Linked DNA regions of Mus musculus: region 2 is linked to region 1. Evidence: chromatin contacts called from public HiChIP or PLAC-seq data. All regions are on one chromosome and are shown on one strand. Each heading gives the region's core, a stretch centred on a gene start, on an enhancer-like site or on the middle of the called end of the contact. The rest is flanking DNA. Distances are from core to core; before and after follow the strand shown.

Region 1 (3,200 bases), core at 458-2,957:
CCCGATTCCTTGAGTGTTTAGCTGTCCCCTGTATGGAATTGACTTCCTGTGGTTCCTGTTTTCACCCACAAAGACTCCACTGATCCTTTCATTTCCTAAAGCTCTTTCCTATATTCTCTGAGACCCACCTTCTCTGCCTCCCCGTATGGGGACTAGAGGAGTGTGTCCTCATGCCCTCACCTCCAGTTAGGTTTTTACTTCTGTTTATATGGCTTCTTTATGCATGTCTGTGCAAGTATTAGTACATCAATGCACAGTTGCATTGGCTTACGTTTCAAAACTGGCATTATTTTACACTTTGTTCTTCAGTATTTACCCAGCTATTTCTATTTTAACATATATATGGCTAATGGTAAGGTCTTAGCATTTGTGGGGCCGTACAGGAATCATAATGACAAGACAGGGCTTGTTGTCTATACTGCCTGTCACTCATGCATGTAAGAATTCCACAGTTTAGGAGGTATTTAAAAATAAACGTTTTGCTGATTGAAAAAAAAAAGGAAGGAAGGTAGAAAGAAAGGAGAGAAGGAAGAAAACTAGGTATACTGTCTGGTGGTTTGACCCTCTTAGACTCATGTGTTTGAATGCTTGGCCCATGGGGAGTGGCACTATTAGGAGGTGTGGCATTGTTGGAGTACACGTGTCATTCTGGGGCTGGGTTTTGAGGTCTCTATGTTCAAGCTCCACCCAGTATGGAATTCCTCCTGGCTGCCTTAGAATCAAGATGTAGAATCCGCCGGTCCTTTAGCAACAAGTCTGCCTGCAGGCTGCCATGCTTCCCACCTTGATGATAATGTACTGAACCTCTGAAACTGTAAGCCAGCCCCAGTTAAATATTTTCTTTTATAAGAAATGCCTTGATTGTCACTTCACAACAATGATACCCTAACCTAGATAGTGACTTATTCCTGTAACTGCAGGAATCAGGAAAATGGGGTAAGGGGATTTCTGTGAGTTCGAAGCCAGCCTGGAGAACATAGTTAGTACCAGCTGAGCCTGGGTTGTAGAGTGGTTTTCATATTTTATCTGTCTTGATCACAGGGAACATATTTTATAAGAGAAAAATCTGATACCTAGAAAGCAATAAGCTTAACTCACAAGCTAGAAGCTGAACATGAGCTAAGGTTACTCTCTGAACTCATGTTGAGACAACCATGACTTCCTTTATACAGTTATCTTCATATCACACACACACACACACACACACACACACACACACACACACACACACGAGTGCGTGCACCCTAGGAAACTACAGCAAGCTAAATAACCTATTCAGTTTGGGTTCTCTTAGAAGAAATGTTTAGTTGGGAATAAGGAAGAAGAAAAGTGAAATTGTGCAGCCTGGGAAATATTAATTGCTTTGTTCCTGAAATATCCTCTGGCAGCTCAAGATAAGTTCCAGATGGTTTCTGACTAGGCTGTTACTTCACAGTAGTCCAATGTTGAGTAACTTTTCCTTGCTTCATTTGTCTGAAGCACCTAAACATATCTAGGGGAGCTTTGTGCCTGCGTTCATCTTCAACAGGTTGATATTGCTGCTTACCAAATCTTCTGGCTCAACTTCAGCTGGTGCTTCTGTCTCTGTAGGCCCCTGAGACATAAAGCCTGAGTACTTAGCAACCAGATCAGATAAGCACAGGCTGCTCCATCGTTAACGGTGTGATTTATAGTAAAATGTGCCCTTCTGTATCATTTGTTAACATTTTAGACTGTAACCTGATCTGAGAACAGTTTAGATGGGGAATAGATGCGGAGATCATTTCTGAGCACACTCTAACTGACAAATATTCTGGTCTGAAAGTTGTCATAACATTTTGCTGTTTTTTTTTTCTTTGTCTAGTCCTGGAAATGACCTTAGCTGAATAGAAACAAAATTCAGGCGTTGACTCACTATTCCTCCTTTCTCATTTTGTTCTTCAGGAGGAGGGAAATAAGAAATGAATTCTTACAAAGGAAAACCCAAAGGGAACAACAGGCTTTCTGGTGTTTGAAAAAGCTTAGAAGTCCGTCAATGATATATTATGTGTCAAAGTCAGGTCAGGTGGCTTGACAGCCATAGCAATCATGGGCTATACTTGACAACACGTGAAGGGACATAGGGCACCTCTTAGTCTCTGATACCCAGAGAATTAGAAGTCCCATAGCTTAAATGCTACTAAGGCACCTAGGAGAAGAGAAATCCCGAAGAAGTCAAAATTTAATAAAAAACCAGCCTGTTAAACAGGTGGCCATAGCCAGAGGCAGGCAGAGCATTTAAAAAAAATACAATAAAATATAAATAACAGAGAGATGCTTGTCTCAAATTTCTTTTCCAGTGTAGACTGAGAATGGTTATTTTATGTCTTCTTGTTCTTGATGAAGATATGCAAGGTATTTGTTAAAGTGGAAATACCTGATGGGCAATACATATATACACTGAGGAGAGCAGATTTATAGGGAACAAGATGGAAGTCTGGTAAGAGTTAGGACAAGATGTCTCTTAGAAAGATCAGAATGGAGGGAGTACAAGAAATCCAGACCAAAGCATGGACTTGAACTTAGTGGACAACTCTGGCCATGTGTTAGAATGGTTTGGAGAAGAGATGAAGACAAAAGGTTATGGAAGAGGAGATACACTAACCTGACAACCTCAATCTTGAATATATAAAAATGGAGTTGTTAAACTGGCAACACTTGTCAAGAAGTGACAAATCTATCTATCTATCTATCTATCTATCTATCTATCTATCTATCATCTATATATCTTTAAGGCAAGGCCTGATAATGTTATCTAGGCTTTTCTCAAATGCTTGGCTCAAGTAATCGCTGGACTCAGCCTCCTGAAATCTGTGGACTACACAAATTCATCAATACACTCAGCTATGTATTCTATTCCAGCATCATAATTTGGGCAACCACCAAAATATCCAACCATAATTGAGAAAAACATTTTTATTGACTCCACTACTTCTACAAACACTTCAAAATCACATTCCCAAGGAGGTATAACAGAAGTATTTATCATACTGGATCGTAGATGGAAAATAGAAAATTGAATACAGAGTTATTGTAATAACAAAATTCATTAACATCTGGGGAACAAATCAGACTGGGTTAAGTTAAATTGTTTTTAGTGATGAGAGTTATAATGATTATCTTTAAAAAGTTTTAAAAGTATGTGTATGGGTGTTTTGCCTGGAGGTGTATCTGTGCACCAT
Region 2 (3,200 bases), core at 316-2,815, 370 kb before region 1:
GGTTGCACTTTCGCAGGGGAAGAATTAGGGCTTTCACTTGGATACTCAATGTCTTCAGTGTTCTACACGCCTCTTACTTGTGTTCCCTTTGCAATTCCTTTATTTGATTTTTAGGCAGTTTATTTAAAAACTCAAACCAGGTGCTGAACTAATCACTCTATTCAAAAAATATTTGCCATCAGCCTAGATTTTAGATTTTATTAATTTGAGTTCAGGCCTGTCTGGATACAAAGTTGTACAAATATTTGCTGTCAGCATATGAGTGGAGACCGCATATTTGAGCGCAAACCTGTGCTGCCCAGCAGTTTTTAAATGGTTGCTATTACTACTTCTTTTATGTGAAGCCCTGTGTTGGCTCACCTGAGTCCAGACTTGAAGAGGACCAGGCAGGGATCGCTAATATGCCGTGTCATTCTTTCTCAATTCCAATGCTGAGTTATTTGCCTGGACTGTTTTAGTTAATCCTTTCACAAATTCTCCAAATTAGCAATTACTTCTATTCCATTCCATGGATAACAAAGGATTTCTCAAACTCTACCTTTTCTGACTCCAAAATATATCCTCATACTTTGCCTAGGGATTCCCAGACGCAGAACTATCCACGAAGAATCATTGAGGCTCACCTTCAGGTTGGCATAGGGTAGAGCCTGGGCTTTGGAGCCAGATTTAACAGTCTTTAAACTCCATCTCTGTATCCCTAGCTACGTTAACATAGTTATGAGTTATGCAACCACTGTGGACATCAGCATTCTCATCACCTGCAGAATGTGCTGTACGTAAAGAAGACTAAAGCATGTAAAGTCATGGCTTCCTTGGAATCTGTTATAGAAAATGTTTATTATTTTCCCTTTCTTCTGTCTTTCTCTTGGAAATGACAGAGATGACTTCAGATTTGAAGTTGCTTTGGTGAGGGAATATGGAAGAAAACAGAGCCTAGGTTGGGAGGCTGGGAGACCAACCAAGATCACTTTGTGAGGGAGGGTTGAGGCATGTGGTCTGGCATCATCCTGAGTCCCTTGTTCATGGCCTTCAAAGACCAGAGGGTGCTTTCACAGAGGGTCTATCCTGGGCAATGCCACGCACAAGTTCTCAGACTCGACCCTTGGGAGTCTTGTTATCTAGTTTCTTGAAAAAGGGACCCGTAAAGACTGAAAAGGGCTGGGGTTTCGACTATGCTGCTTGCCAAGAGAGTGTGCTATGGGAAAGAAACCCTCCAAGGACAGGGGATAGAGCTGTAAGACTGTAAACTTCCAGAGCTCAGAAAATGTTGCAAGGTATTGGGGCAATCTGGTGGCTCTCCTGAGTGGGGTCTTGATGTGAGTTTCATCTTGGTTCACTCAGAATGTACCCACTGAACCCACATGCTGCAGGATATTTGATCGAACTGTGAACCCCGAGATTGGGTTATTTACTGGAAAAACCTGCTTTTAGTTGTGGTGGGGCTCAATCTTAGCACACACCTTTAATCCAAGAGCTTTCTGCTTCAACACTGTAAACAGGATTAAAAGAAGTCAACTGTAGCTCAAGAGGAGGAACAAGCAACCAGATAACAGGAAGTGAGTTTAGGATTATTAAGATAAAAACCATAGAGAGTAAAGAGGAGTCAGGAGTATGGGTAGAACAGGAAGTAGAAGGGAGTGACTTTCAGTTTGAGGGGTTCTTGAGGTGAGAGAGGGAGTTCCTGGTGGGTCAACTGAGGAGGAAGGTCAACTGGGTGCTTTCTCTAACTTTCTGAGCTATCAGGCTTTCATCCCAGCATCTGGCTCCTGAGTCTTCATTGGTAAAATCAATATCAAAAAAACAAAAACAAAAACAAAAAAACACCCCAAGTGCTGCTGCATGCGTAGGGCTTGGGGAAGTTGAGGGGTACAAAGACTATGGGTTTCTGGTTGATTTCCCAGAGCATTATGTCTTCTGATCATGCGTCTATCAGATGGGGCGAAAACTTACCTCCAGATAGCGCTGCCGAGAGTGCGGTAGCAAAGGCGTAGTGAGCTAGCGCCTTTAGGGTGCTTTCAGCATTGCCTGCCACCTGGACCCTCTAATAAAATCTATTCTTACATTCCAGACTGGGTCAGACCAGCAAATTATAGCCGGATAGGCATTGCTGCAATAGGATCAGGGCTTTGCTCTTTGACAACTAATCAAGCCAAGGGTAGTACTAAGTGGAACCCAGATTCAGTTTCCAGTCCTGAGAGATGGAGTTTGAGAAACCCACATTACCTCTGGGGGCTTCATGGTTGACTCTTCTTAGATTTCCCACTGATTTTACCATTGAGGATAGCCCACATTGTGGTGGAAGTGACCCCAACCTCACAACCAAGGCTGCCCAGGATCACGGCCTTGGAAAAACTGCAATGACGAGGTCTTGAAAGAAATAAAATTTACAAGTTTGAATTGCATCAGAAGCTCCCAGGGAGATGACCAAATCTTGTTTCTCAGATTTGGAAAGGCACCAACCATATACACTCACAAAGTCAGTGAAGATGTTCTTGTAAACTCTGGTTCATAACGAATATTTACCCCGAATTACACTTAATTTGCTTTAGAAAAAAATATCGGTTGGGGAGTAGGGGGAGAGAAAGAAATGGAGGGAATAAAAAAGAAAACAAAAACAAAACAAAACAAAAAGAAGCAGATTCTTCTTGTCAGCTATTACTTATGATGAACACTAGATGTCGCCACTACCATGTTTTGGTCTTTAAAAAAAAAAAAAAAAAAAAAAAAAAGACTTGGTCTTTAACTCTCCCAAGTCTGTTAGAATCCAATTTCTAAAACTGAAGACAAAACCAAAACATGATTTTTCTCCATCCTGGCCTTCATTTAATCAGACATTCAACTTCAAGCTAATATCCACACGGCATTTTCTCTGGAAGGGTAGATTTGAAGCAGGACCATCTAGGTCAATGTTGAATAAAGACTGGATGGGACACCTGATAACCATGCCCCAAGAGAGAGGGCTTCCACGCTGCGCATTGAGTTGTGGGATGGGCCCCTGCGGACAAGGGCCTGGACATAAGGATCCCAATCGCAAATCAATTCAAAGGGAAATGGAAGAGAGGGTGGGCCAAGGTATCATTTCATAAATGGTTGTTTTCGTACAAACCCCCAGCTTTTCATCAGCATCCGTAAAGCCAGCCTCAATTAGGACCAAGATCTTCTACCGCCAGCCTCCTTTGTGCTCCAGCCCTGCCTGCCTT

Evidence for each region. HiChIP or PLAC-seq counts read pairs in DNA pulled down with a chosen protein or histone mark.
Region 2: a contact with region 1 is called in an H3K27ac HiChIP or PLAC-seq map of acute myeloid leukemia, with 4 times the contacts expected there. The contact joins two enhancer-like sites. A contact is called at or near these places in 2 of 39 promoter capture datasets (hippocampal neurons and liver) and 2 of 115 datasets of contacts at active chromatin or transcription factors (acute myeloid leukemia and embryonic stem cells).

Annotation. Positions count from the first base shown.
Region 1 is chr1:79,313,183-79,316,382 of GRCm38.p6, reverse strand. No RefSeq gene overlaps it. Among named protein-coding and RNA genes, the nearest start is that of Gm29536, 90 kb to the right of the region's middle. Within about 2 kb of position 1,707, at least 7 of the 459 cell types and tissues checked have an H3K27ac peak or open chromatin away from gene starts, as enhancers often do. A contact at or near this core is called in acute myeloid leukemia, where this site is marked.
Region 2 is chr1:79,682,641-79,685,840 of GRCm38.p6, reverse strand. No RefSeq gene overlaps it. Among named protein-coding and RNA genes, the nearest start is that of Ap1s3, 12 kb to the right of the region's middle. Within about 2 kb of position 1,565, at least 39 of the 459 cell types and tissues checked have an H3K27ac peak or open chromatin away from gene starts, as enhancers often do. A contact at or near this core is called in acute myeloid leukemia, where this site is marked.